Regions from separate parts of the Mus musculus genome. Here region 1 is linked to region 2. The links are chromatin contacts, called in public promoter capture Hi-C maps. All regions are on one chromosome and are shown on one strand. Each heading gives the region's core, a stretch centred on a gene start, on an enhancer-like site or on the middle of the called end of the contact. The rest is flanking DNA. Distances are from core to core; before and after follow the strand shown. Region 1 has its middle 12 kb from the start of Gm826. Region 2 holds the start of Actr5 (ARP5 actin-related protein 5).

Region 1 (6,024 bases), core at 1,929-4,428, 1.7 Mb before region 2:
CCTGACCCTTGGACTCTCATCCAAACTCAACCTAGAGCCGGCTACTTTCATATTCCCCAGCAATCTGCAGAAACTTGGGCCAGGCAACTTCCCAGTTGAAATGTTGACAAGCGCTCCTAATAAAATAAAAGCCTGTTTTCTATCTTTCTTCCTGCCAAAGGCATCAGGGATGATTGATTGATTTAGAGAAATTAAAACATGTCACATATTTTATAAGCAACGTAAGCACCTGTGCAGGGGCCTGAATACTTGACATAAAAAATGTTGGCTTTAAATGTGGGAATAAATGTTTTTCAATACTTAAATCAGTATCAGATATGAAAAAAATGGAGCAAAATCATTTCTTTTCTCTTAATTGGCACCCAGTGCATACCTCTTTAGCTCTGCATCTTTCAGGGGAGTAGCTGTGGCTTAAGAATGTGTAAAGACAGATGGATTAAAACATAACCACAGGCCAGTCAAGATATTCAGTTAAGGGGCTATGGTGACCATGTCTTAGGATGCCACCAAGTCTTGACACTACTCAGGAGCTTCTGGATCTTGCTCGCTTCTCCACCTCTCTCGTGTCCAACGAGCTCCATATTCTTCACTTTCAGAATCCTCCTTATTCTTCTTCCCTCAGCCTGGAATACCATCTCTGGGTCACCTTGAATGCGTGCTCTAAGAGGGTAGAAATCCTTCACTGGTGGATCCTGAGTTCCTAGCCTGGTGTCTCACATTCAGTAGGTGTTTGTTAAACATTTGGAAAATGAGTGACCAGCCTGGAAAACTCCTATTTAAACTTCAAAACCTCTGTCAAATATTGTCTGCTCATTTTTCCTATCTTTGTTCTTAGTAGGACCTGAGAATGTAGTCTCTGCATCCTTAGAGTAGGGCTTGAGGCTGTTGTAGTCTCTGCTTCCTTGCTGCTGTATGTTCATTTGGTCCACCTTAAAAAATTATTGTGTGCAAGTATGTGTGTGTGTGTGTGTGCACACGCTCGTGTGTGTGTGTGTGTGTGTGTGTGTGTGTGTGTGTGTGTGTGTATGCATGCACGAGTTGTACCTGTGCATACAGGTACCCATGGAGGCCAGAAGAAGATGCTGGATTCCCTGGAACTGGAGTTATAGGCAATTGTGAGCTTTTATGTAGGTGCTTTGAATTGAACGTGGGTCCTCTGGAAGAATAGCCAGTGCTCTTAGCTGTTGGGCCATTTCTCCAGCCCTCTTTGGTCTAGTCCTTACATATCTGCAAAACAAGGGCCTTCTAGACTTTGGAGTCATTAGATCTGGGATACAGTTTTTTTTTTTTTGACTATTCATTCATTCATTCATTCATTCACTTAATCACATATTCAACAGAGTGTTACTGTACATCTGATTCTATGTTCCAATCCCTGGGAATTAAATGGAGAGAAAAGGCAGAGTGGCACCTGCTTCTCACAGATTCCCTGTAGGCATGCCCACTGCCTTCCAGAGCCTTGAATTCCTTTGCTCTGATTTCCTTGGGAGCCGATTAAGTCATGAGGTACTGGGAGGCCCCTGGTGCTTGCTAGGTGCTTGCTAGGTGTTTGCTAGGTGCTTGCTAGACTTTGCCCTGTCCTCAGCTTCTTCTGTGAACTATGATCTTCGTCTGGGGCCTTGGGAGGTTTCTGGTCTCTTCCCTTAGACACAGGGGAGATGGAAGTCACTGTCAGCTGCTACTGAGGCTGGTAGAGGGGGTCTTTGTGTCTGTTTTCTTTTGCACAGGTGCACACACACACAGCACGTACATCAATATGGTGTGGTCAGATGTGGCCTGGCTTGACTGCACAGGCTGTTCTATTACCCATGGTCAGCCTTCCCTTCTGTGTGGGCCAGCTATAGCATAGTGAGGAGTTCCAGAATCCCCCAAACACAGCATAGCCTTAGGGTAGAGTGCTCAGTATCTAACCCAAGGTGGCTGAGGCCCAGACATGACATACTTTACCCAGTTTCATGTGGAGCTTTGAAGCGATGAGATGGGGGGGCTCAGAACTCTAGGACAAAAATGACCTAGTACGGCCCAGGTCTTAAACTCAATAAGAGAAAGAGTGAGGAGGTCTCTGAAGGGCAGGTGGAAGGCTATGTTAGAATTCAAATAGCCTGTTTGAAATTATTAATAATTTCATAAAACTTTGGAGTGCCAAGCCTCAGAAAACAGTGGGTGTGCTTTATGTTAAAGCTTGAGACTTCCCAAAAGGACATGGCTTAAAATTAAGTAGGACAATTGCAATTCGGTTTTTTTTTTTTTAAAAGATCAAACACAAACATATTATAACCTTGGGTTTTCACTTAATATCCTGGGGCCATCCAAGTAGTGTATAGGCATCTGGGAAGTGTTACTGTCTTGTGAGAAGGGAAAGTCCTGTTATAGTAATGACTGGGCAAGGGGTGGTGGCCCAGAAACAGAGAAGGGAGCATCAGAGTGGGGAAGCCACCAAGAGCTCCAGGAACGAGAGGGGACCCACAGGTCACAGCTCTCGGGAAGGAGGGAAGAAAAGTCCACAGGTCACAGATTGGGACTTTGTGCTGGAGGAAGTCACATGGTGGGACATGCTCGGCTCCTTCCCAGGGTCCTCCAGCCCCACCCCTGCCCTGGGGCTTTTCTCTAGTCACACTGTCCACCTGATACGCCCTAGAAAACCTCTCAGGTCTCTTGACTGAACCTCTCCCAGGCTATTCTCTTTGCTGGCAGTCTTCTGCCTCTGCTATCATCCATGTCAGATGCACACAGACTCAGAGCATCTTAGGTCTACCCTGCTCATGTACTGAGTATAATTTGCTGCTCCTTAGGTGTGGGTTTCCATTTTTCACTTAAAATGTTTGGTCTGATGTCCATCTGTTCTGCAGGACCAAATGCTAAGGGCAAAGCCTGCCTGTCACCCTGTCCCTAGCACTAGGACAGGCACAGACAGATATAGCAGCAATACAATAACTCCTGAGGAAGGACGAATGGCTGCCAATGGTTCATGCCTTCACCAACTCTGCAGCCAATGACCTGGGCCAAATGAGAACTTTCCAATGGTCCATGAGAGCTTTGACTTTGGACTCCATGTGCATTTCCACGGTCAAGTCCAAAGCATTGGGAAATAAGAGCCTGTGTCGTAAGAAGGTGTCCTGGTGACGTGGGTGCCGCTGCCCAACACACCTCCCACAGCTTGCTGTTGTCAGACAGCATCCCTTACACTTTGCTCACAGACTCTGAGGGCAGGGACAAGTGAAGGACACCAGGGGACAGCTCCTTTCTGCTTTGTAATATTTGAGCAGCTCAGCTGGGATGACTACAGTTCTGGGAATGGGGATCCTCTTCAAGACGCTTCTTTGCTCCCGTGTCTGGGATCCAGGCTGTTGTGGCTCAAGGCTGAGGTTGCAGGATTATCATCTGAAGCAGCACACATGGCCTCAAGTGGTTTCAGGGTAGTGGGGGGTTAGGGTTTCTGAGTGGCAGCTTATGCTTCCAAGTGCTCTATGCTGTAACGTGGAGGTCGGTCGTATGGCAATGGAGCCTCACTTCTGTATTCTGGTGATCTGAGGTTTCCAGCTTAAGGAGAAGGACCACAGACCCCAAATCTCAAGGAAACTCTTGTCAAACTGCTATGGATAATTTATGCATGGTAGATCTCTGGCATCAGGTTGGCATACGATCATTCAAAAAAAAAAAAAACCGGATGAACAAACCTATTTCCCATTCAGTTTTTCACCTCTGTTACGAACATTCCAATTAGCTTTGCAAAAAGGGAAGAGGTTTGGTGTTTCACAGTCCAGGGTTCAAATCCTAATTTTATGACTGTATCCATGGGCTCTTGGGCAAGTCACTTGGACCGACCCACTTGAAACTCACCCATTGATGGCCTGATACTGTAGTGAGTTAGTGAGCTACTGGAGAAGCTTGCAGCCTGGTGAGAGCCCAGTGATGGCTTCCTATTGTGCTCATCTAGGCTCCTCCATGTAGGGAGAGTCGGAATAAATGGCTCTCAAACGGTCTTCCTGGATTTAGGCCAGCCACGACCAAAAGGGATCCAGTTTATGTCCTTGCGTTAGTTGCTAAGTTAAGGACCCGGAGACACAGAGAGAACCCTATTATCAGTCCTGGGGGCATATGTGTCCAGGGGGCAAGGGAGGTGGAGGGAGGCAGCTGGGTGACGAATATGCTTCTGGAGCAGTGTGTGGTGGGCCACAGATCTCCTGATCTGTTCTTAGTTATTTATACAGATTCAGTTAAAATCTGACAGCTTTCTGACTTGAGAAGATCGCAGGAAGAATCAGCACACGAATAAGGCAGAAGCAAGCTCTTAGCTGCCTCCTAATGTGACCTAATGCTTAAGAACTGTACCATTTTCATGTATAATCTCATTTGATCACACCAGTATCTTTTTGAGGTAGGTCCTTGCATTGATTCCACTTTACAGACAGACACAGAACCTCAGATAAACAGAGTGAGTTGACCAGCCCCTCCTGGTGTGATCACCTCAAGAATACTGATGCGGCCCCCAACTGTTTGCACTGAAGCAAAGGGTCCCAAGGGGTTAGTGAGGCACATCCTGTTCCGTGTGGCTCAAATGTCTTGGTGTTGAGTTCTCATTCAGTTCGGACATTAGACTCCCTCCAGGAGAGGGAAGGAAAAAGACTTTGAAGATCCTGTGTAGGGTCTCAAAACCAGATCCTATGGGAGGGCATTGCCTGACATCATAGAGGGAAAGCTGATTATGGGGTCAAGAGCATCTATGCTTGCTGAGCGGCACTGGGAAATGGATCAATGGCTTCCAATGACCTGCAGAGTGATATTAGCCAGTTAGAGCTGTCTGCGACCCATCAGGTCCCTTTAACTCCTTCCACTAGTGGAGCTATTGTACTGATCATGCTTCTTTTAATCATGTTTTCATCTGAAATTTGAAGTTGTGCCACTGGCCCAAGGCCATACTGTAGTGGATGGAGCTGAGATTTGAATCCAGACCTCTGACACTGATTCAGCTCTCATTATCTATGTATGGCGCTTCCAGGGAAAGATGGCCCCTGGAATGTCTGGCTAACGCTGGTGAGAGCAAAGGTGTCCCTACTCTCTGCCTCTTCCATCTTTTCCCAGCTGGAAGTAAAAGAGTAGAGTTCCCAGACTACTGATGGGCTGGGGGAACTGCCCCAAGTGGGATATCAATTTGGTTAGCCACATGTTCCTCTGTGGCAAGAATGAGGGGAGGCCCTGGGAAGATAGCTATAAACAAGGCAGGACAGATGCAGGTAGAGTCCATGGTAGTGCCGTGTTCTGGGCTCTGATAGACGTAGGCAATGTGGACGACCTCTTTGTCTTCCCTGGACCTCATATATTCTCCCACTTCCAACTGCCTAAGTCTACACTGTCAGTGTTGATGACAGGCTAAGGATTGATAGTCACCAGGAATGGCCCCCAGCTAGTGAGTGACAGCCTAGTGGATTTATACCCAGGGGACTCAGATGCATGCTCTGCCTCAAATCACAGCAAAGCAGACTTCTGGCTGCCCATAGTGGGAAATTTGCTGGTACACTGAACTTGGCCCTTCTCTGTACAGTCTGCCAGGGGGACTGGGGAGGGACTCAGAGATGGACGGCAAACTGCTCTGTGTGTGTGTGTGTGTGTGTGTGTGTGTGTGTGTGTGTGTGTGTGTCTGTCTGTCTGTCTGTCTGTCTGTCTGTCTGTCTGTCTTAAGGCTTCTATTACTGTGATAAAACACCATGATCAAAAGCAACTTGGGGAGGAAGGGGCTTATTTTAGCTTATGGTTCGGCATCACAGTCCATCACTGAAGGAGTCAGGGCAGGATCTCAAACAGAGCAGGGACCTAAAGCTGATGCAGAGGCTATGGGGGGAGTGCTGCCTACTGGCTTGTTCCTCCTGGTGCATTCAGTTTGTTTTCTTATATATCCCAGGACCACCTGCCCAGGGGTAGCACTGCCCAAAATGGGCTGGTCCTCCCACATCAAAGTTCAATCAAGAAAATGCTCTACGACTCACTGTTAATCCTATAGAGGCAGAGTTTCTTAATTCAGATTTC
Region 2 (5,998 bases), core at 934-3,433:
AGAAAGGGAGATGGCCCAGCAGTAAAGGCACTTGCTGTCAAGGCTGAGGACCTCTGAGTTCAATTCCTAAGACCCACATGGTGGAAACAGAGAACCAATGCCCTTATACAGTTCTCTGCTTCCAGCTTCCTGTCAAGCACTGTCAAATCCAGACAGACAGACACAGGTGTGCTCCTGCATGCATAAGCACACACACAAATTTTAAGAAGAAAGAAAGAAATATAATGGAATAACTTACTCAAACCATGCTTACTGAATGCCTCCTATGGGCAGGTATCATGTTAACTGTTCCCCCATAAATCAGAATTGTAACACTGTATAACTGTCAATCAGACATAAGACCAACTTGAAGTCCCTCCAGGAGGTCCCAAAGGGCAGGTAGAGTAACTTCTGAAGGCACTCACTGATGTAGGTCTGAGCCCAGCTCAGTTAAACCACCTAGCACTTCCCAGACTTTCCAACAGGCACCTTTTACGTCCCATGATTCCAGGCAGCCCTAAAACGATGCTTCTCCCACACAATGCCACGGCACAGCTCACCTCCCTTCCAAGACCGGTAAGATGTGTGTGCACTGGTAGCCGGATGAAATGATGAGGCCGCTGGAAAGGGCATTCTTGGGCACGTTGTGGTAGAAGCTGAAGAGGCTGTCTATCCCATAGGCAACCTTCGGGATCCTGTAGCATTCGAAAAGGAGCTCCGACATCATTTGACGGGAGTAGAGGGGGTTACACACAGCCTCTGTCAGAACTATGGGATGATCAACGCAGCCCTACTTTGAAAGACAAGCACAAAGAGACAAACGGAAGCATGCATGAAATGCAAAAATAACCCCAAATCCTTACGCAGGACAGAATTTACTTTTGAACTCTAATTTAAAACACGAGGTCGTGGAGGGAGACACTCAAGGCCAGACACGAGGACTAGAGAGAACACATTAGAACCCAACTCTGTTTCCCAGCACCTAATCTCTGACTCCAGTCACAGAAGATCACCTGCCTAAGGCACCTACACTCTTGTACACATTCTCACACATATAACTTTGAAATAATACATCTTTTAAAAGGTGCTCACGGGCCATTTTAAAGAATACATTTCATCTCTATTGGAGATTATTTTGGGAAGCCAAAATAACATGATCAATTTAAGCTTTTCGTAGGTCTGTCTGTCTGTTGGTTTTTTGTTTTTTTAAGATAAGGTTTCTCTGTGTAGCCCTGGCTGGCCTTGAACTCACAAACATCTGCCTGCTTCTGCCTACCGAGTGCCCGGATTAAAGGGCCGTGAACCCATGCCCGGTTCATTTTAAGTTTATTAAGTCAAGCTTTGGCTAAACTGTTAACTGATAAACCCCGTTGGTTTTATCTTCAAAATACTTCCAGGATCGGACTGGTGCTGGTAAAACTCATCTCACTTGGACTATTGCAAACTGGACCCTTGTGCCTGAGACAGCCCATCCTCTGGAAGATAAAGACTTCGTGGTGTACCCTTAGCTCCTAGCACAAGGCTGACGAACTTGTGTTCAATACCCTACTGCCTGGCATGACGGCTGAAGCCGAGCGCGCCCTGCCCGGCAGGCCCTCACCTGCGAGGAGACGCCGAGGTGCTGGAAGCTGTAGTCCAGCAGCAGTTCCTGCAGTTCCAGGTTGACCGGGACGTTGCGATCGAAGGGCGAGCGCAGCATCCAGCGCAGAGGCTCCAGGCTTCCCAGCGCGTTGCCCACCTGCGGCCCCGGCCCGCCGCGCGCCCCGCCGCGGCCGCGCGCACACACGGCGCGGAACTGCAGGCGAGGCTCGGGACCGGGGTCCGGCCCGGGGCACGCCCACCCGGCCCGAGCCTGGAACGACCCGTTGTCCAGCACCAGAGGCACCGGCTGCGACCCGAAGGCCACCGGCCCGGCTTCGAGCACGGGATCCGGAGCAGAGCGGGCATCTCGGAAGCGGAACACGTTGGCCTCCATCTTGGCCAGCGCCGGTCCCGCCCCGAAGCCGAGTGCGTCACGAAACCCCGGGCCGCGTCTGAGTCTCTGGGCCCCGAAGCGTCCGGAAGCCTCCTCCTTACGGGAGGACTCGCTGGTTTCAGCACCTGATTCCCGCCTGGCGCTCCAGAACTTTCTGTGGGTTTCTATTCCCCGCTGATCCAGGCCTCAAGTCCAACCGTAGCTCCAGCTTGTCCGCAACAGCCTCCTTGTGGCCACGCCTCTTCGCGCTAACTGGCTGTCCACGAGCCCCGCCCCCAGCTCCGAACATGGAGGCGTAGCCACGCCCCTTGCTCTAACTAAGGGACCAAAGGCTCCACCCACACTGGGCTGGACTCCGCCCCTCCCTGTCCCCTTACTCTCCCTTGGTCTCTGTCTGCATAGCCTTGCAGATCTAGCCCTTAGTTTTGTGACCGTGTTAAGCTAATCTCCTTCCCCTTTGACTTCTTTTTCTGTTCATTTGTTTATTTATTGCGTGATGGGTGTGGGAGCGTGCCAAGATGCCTGTTCTCTTCACCCAATAGGTTCCAGGGATGGAACTCAGGGCCCTCAAGGGCCCAGTCAAACTCCAAACTCTGAGGTACTACTAACTTCAGTTTCTGGGAGTGGCAGCTAAAATGAATATTTAGTGAGTTTGTAAAAATTCATCAAGCTGTCTACTTAAGATTGAATATTTCACTTTTTGTTTTGTTTTGTTTGGTTTGCTTTTTTGAGACAGGGTTTCTCTGTGTAGTTCTGGTTATCTTGAACTTACTCTGTAGACCAGGCTGGCCTCGAACTCAGAAATCCGCCTGCCTCTGCCTCCCAAGTGCTGGGATTAAAGGCGTGTGCCACCACTGCCCTGCTTTGTTTTTGGTTTTGTCTTTGTTTTTGTTTTTAATCATGTCGTTGTATCTCATGCTGGCCTTCAACTCTCAGCCATCCTCCTGTTCCAGCCTTTTATGTATTAGGGTTATTGACATCTCACACACACACACACACACACACACACACACACACACACAGATACACACACAGACACACCAGTTTACCCCTTGTTTTGGAGTGCATTCTATAAAAGCTTCTGGAATACAGAAGAGGATATGGGAGATAATTTTTTTGAGACTGGATCAAGTGGGAGATAATTTTTTTGAGACTGGATTAAGTGTCTTCATTTTATCCATTGCCTGATTGAACATTTGACTGAATTCCTACCAGGACGGCTCCACCCGATAAGATTGCCCTGAAAGCCTGCTGACCATCCTCCCCTCTCCCACCCACCACCCAGCTTGCAGCTGTTGTTTGGGGCTTAGACACCCTGATCACCACTCCAGCATTGTTTTTTTTTTCTCTTTCCTCTTTCCCCAAGCACGCCACGACAACTCAAGTTTTCTGTTTTCTTGATTGCTGTATTTTCTTTCTTCTTTTAAGCTTTAGCCCTGCACTTTGAAGGCTGGTTTATTTACATGACGTTTTAAGAAAAGTGGCAAAAAAAAAAAAAAAAAAGCCGGCCTTGGTGGCGCACGCCTTTAATCCCAGCCCTCAGGAGGCAGAGGCAGGCAGATTTCTGAGTTCGAGGCCAGCCTGGTCTACAAAGTGAGTTCAGGACAGCCAGGGTTATACAGAGAAACCCTGTCTCGAAAAACAAAAAAACAAAGAAAGAAAGAAAGAAGGAAGGAAGGAAGGAAGGAAGGAAGGAAGGAAGGAAGGAAGGAAGGAAGGAAGGAAGGAAGGAAAGAAAGGAAGAAAGGAAGAAAGAAAGGAAGGAAGGAAGAAAAAAAAGTGGCAGCCCACTACGGTGGCACGGGCCTGCCATCCCAGCACCTGGAATGCGGGAACAAAAAGATCTAGACTCTAGATCTTACAGTTCATGGCCAGCCTGGGCTACACAGTGAGATGGAGGCCAGCCAGGGGATCTGAGATCCTGTCCTTGCCATTTTATTTTTTTGCATTTTTTAAAAAGAAAAAACGTAAATAAACAGAGGACCATCAAGATGGTGAGCAGTTAAAGACACTGATGCCCTCACAACCCAAATTTGATCACAGGTCCCACAGGGTGGAGGAAAGGAACTGACTCCTGCAAGTTGTCATCTGACCTCCACATGCATGCATGGTATATGTACACACACACACACACACACACACACACACACACACACGAAAGAAATTTGAAGTCACATTACCCTGCTGAAACCCAGGTTTTAGTTTGCTCCATCCTCGGGCCATAGTTCATGCTCCCCACTTTCCAGGAAGAGCACCCATTGCTTTTACACCAAGAGGTGCCTGCAGGTTGTACTGTTATCAGTTCAAATTCCCCTGGGCCTTACCTACTTCTGCTTCCTTCCTGGGAACCTCCCATGGTCATTCTCATTCCTGCCCAAAGTCTCCCAGTTGTCCTGAAACTGCCCAGGTAACAGTCCAGATGTGCCTACTACTACATCTCTTCTCCCAGAATCCTTCAGGCCCTTTTTGCCATCAGTGGATCTTAACTTTCCTAATGCTGCAACCCTTTAATACAAATCCTTACATTGTAGTGACCCCCAATCATAAAATTATTACTGTTGCTTTGCAATTTTGCTAGTGCTATGACTTGAAATATAAATAGCTGATATTCAAACCCTGTGAAAGGGACGTTCAACTCCCCCTATGGGGTCATGACCCACAGGCTGAGAACCACTGCCTTACTGAGTTCTTCCACAAAGGCAGAACTTCGAGATTCTGTGCCAACACTGTTTGTGATGGTTTGTATAGGGAGTGGCAGGATTAGAGTATGTGGCTCTGTTGGAGTAGGTGTATCACTGTCGTGTGGGTTATAAGACTCATTCTAGCTGCCTGGAAGTCAGTATTCTGCTAGAAGCCTTCAGATGCAGCTCCTCCTGCACCATGCCTGCTTGGATGCTGCCATGTTCCTACCTTGATGATAATGGAGTGAATCTCTGAACCTGTAAGCCAGCCCCAATTAAATGTTGTCCATATGAGTTGCCTTGATCATGGTGTCTGTTGACAGCAGTAAAACCCTAAGATACCACTGTCCTGGCAGACAGATGTTTTCCTCATTTATATTCATTGTTTGGAGCCACAAGCCAACATGATTTGGTATTTATTGTATGGCAGAGACTTAAGTTTAACAGCTTTTGTGTTTTTCTAAATAGCCCTTCTTCCTAGGGCCAGCCACAGCTCTCTTTTCTAGAGCACATATGCCATCAGGTGCCGTGCTGGCTTTCGAATGTCCCCACTCCACACCTTCCTTTCCTGGTTCTTCTCTGAGAACGGTTTCTCTGCCAGGAGGCTCCCCGCTACCTCACACACATCGACTACATGGTCACACTGGCAGAATTCCTAGTCAGAAGCCGGTACAGGGTATGCACTCCAACTGTGGGAGATGCAGTCAGCCATCTGGGTTGAGAGATGAGCAGTACACTCAAAGGTGACAGACACAGTGTGACATTAGAAGGTGGGTGCCACACCTTATAACCTATCATTCTAAAACCTCCCCTAAAGCTTCTAAACTTCTAGAACCTACAGTCAGAGAGCCCCTCATCTAAAGTCTCCAGAGTGGGGGATTTCCTTTGCTCTGTGGGCCGCTGTTAGATCTCCTAACCCAGCTTCTCCCATGGTGAGCAGCTACTTCTGATAGAAGCTACTTAATGCTGGGGGTTCTCTTAAACCCTCACTTATCACTTGGCCTCGTGAACTTGAGGCCAAACGATCTGGTTCTCATTTTCATCTCTGGGGCCTGTGCCAAGGCCTCTGTAACAAATGACACTGGAGCCTGGGGACATTGTGCTAGGCACGGCTACCAAGCACACTTTGGCTCCTTACTGTCCTGTCGGTGCCTGTGCTGTATCTAACAGCTTTCTGGGACCACAGAAACATTTTGAGGGCATGACAGGCTGGAAGTGCACCGTAACTACCACCACGTCCCTGAAGCTCCAGCTGGTGAAGGTTCAACGATGATAATCCATAACCTCTGCTCCCCTCTGCTGTGTTGCTTCCCGGGGGGACCGAGCTCCAAGTTCCCACGGGAGTATACCTGCCTGTGAGCTG

Evidence for each region. Promoter capture Hi-C pulls out the DNA fragments that hold promoters and counts their contacts.
Region 1: a promoter capture Hi-C map of liver shows a contact between it and region 2, with 2.7 times the contacts expected there. The contact joins the enhancer-like site here to the promoter of Actr5 in region 2. A contact is called at or near these places in 6 of 39 promoter capture datasets (the 3T3-L1 cell line, hippocampal neurons, liver and 1 more) and 1 of 115 datasets of contacts at active chromatin or transcription factors (embryonic stem cells).

What each region holds. Positions count from the first base shown.
Region 1 is chr2:160,336,850-160,342,873 of GRCm38.p6, reverse strand. It overlaps Gm46773 and a transcript of Gm826 not described here. Among named protein-coding and RNA genes, the nearest start is that of Gm826, 12 kb to the right of the region's middle. Within about 2 kb of position 3,178, at least 5 of the 459 cell types and tissues checked have an H3K27ac peak or open chromatin away from gene starts, as enhancers often do. A contact at or near this core is called in liver, where this site is marked.
Region 2 is chr2:158,621,098-158,627,095 of GRCm38.p6, reverse strand. It overlaps Actr5 (ARP5 actin-related protein 5), which reads right to left and starts at 2,183. Exons shown (of 9, transcript NM_175419.4): 1 at 1,580-2,183; 2 at 540-769. The coding sequence starts at 1,954.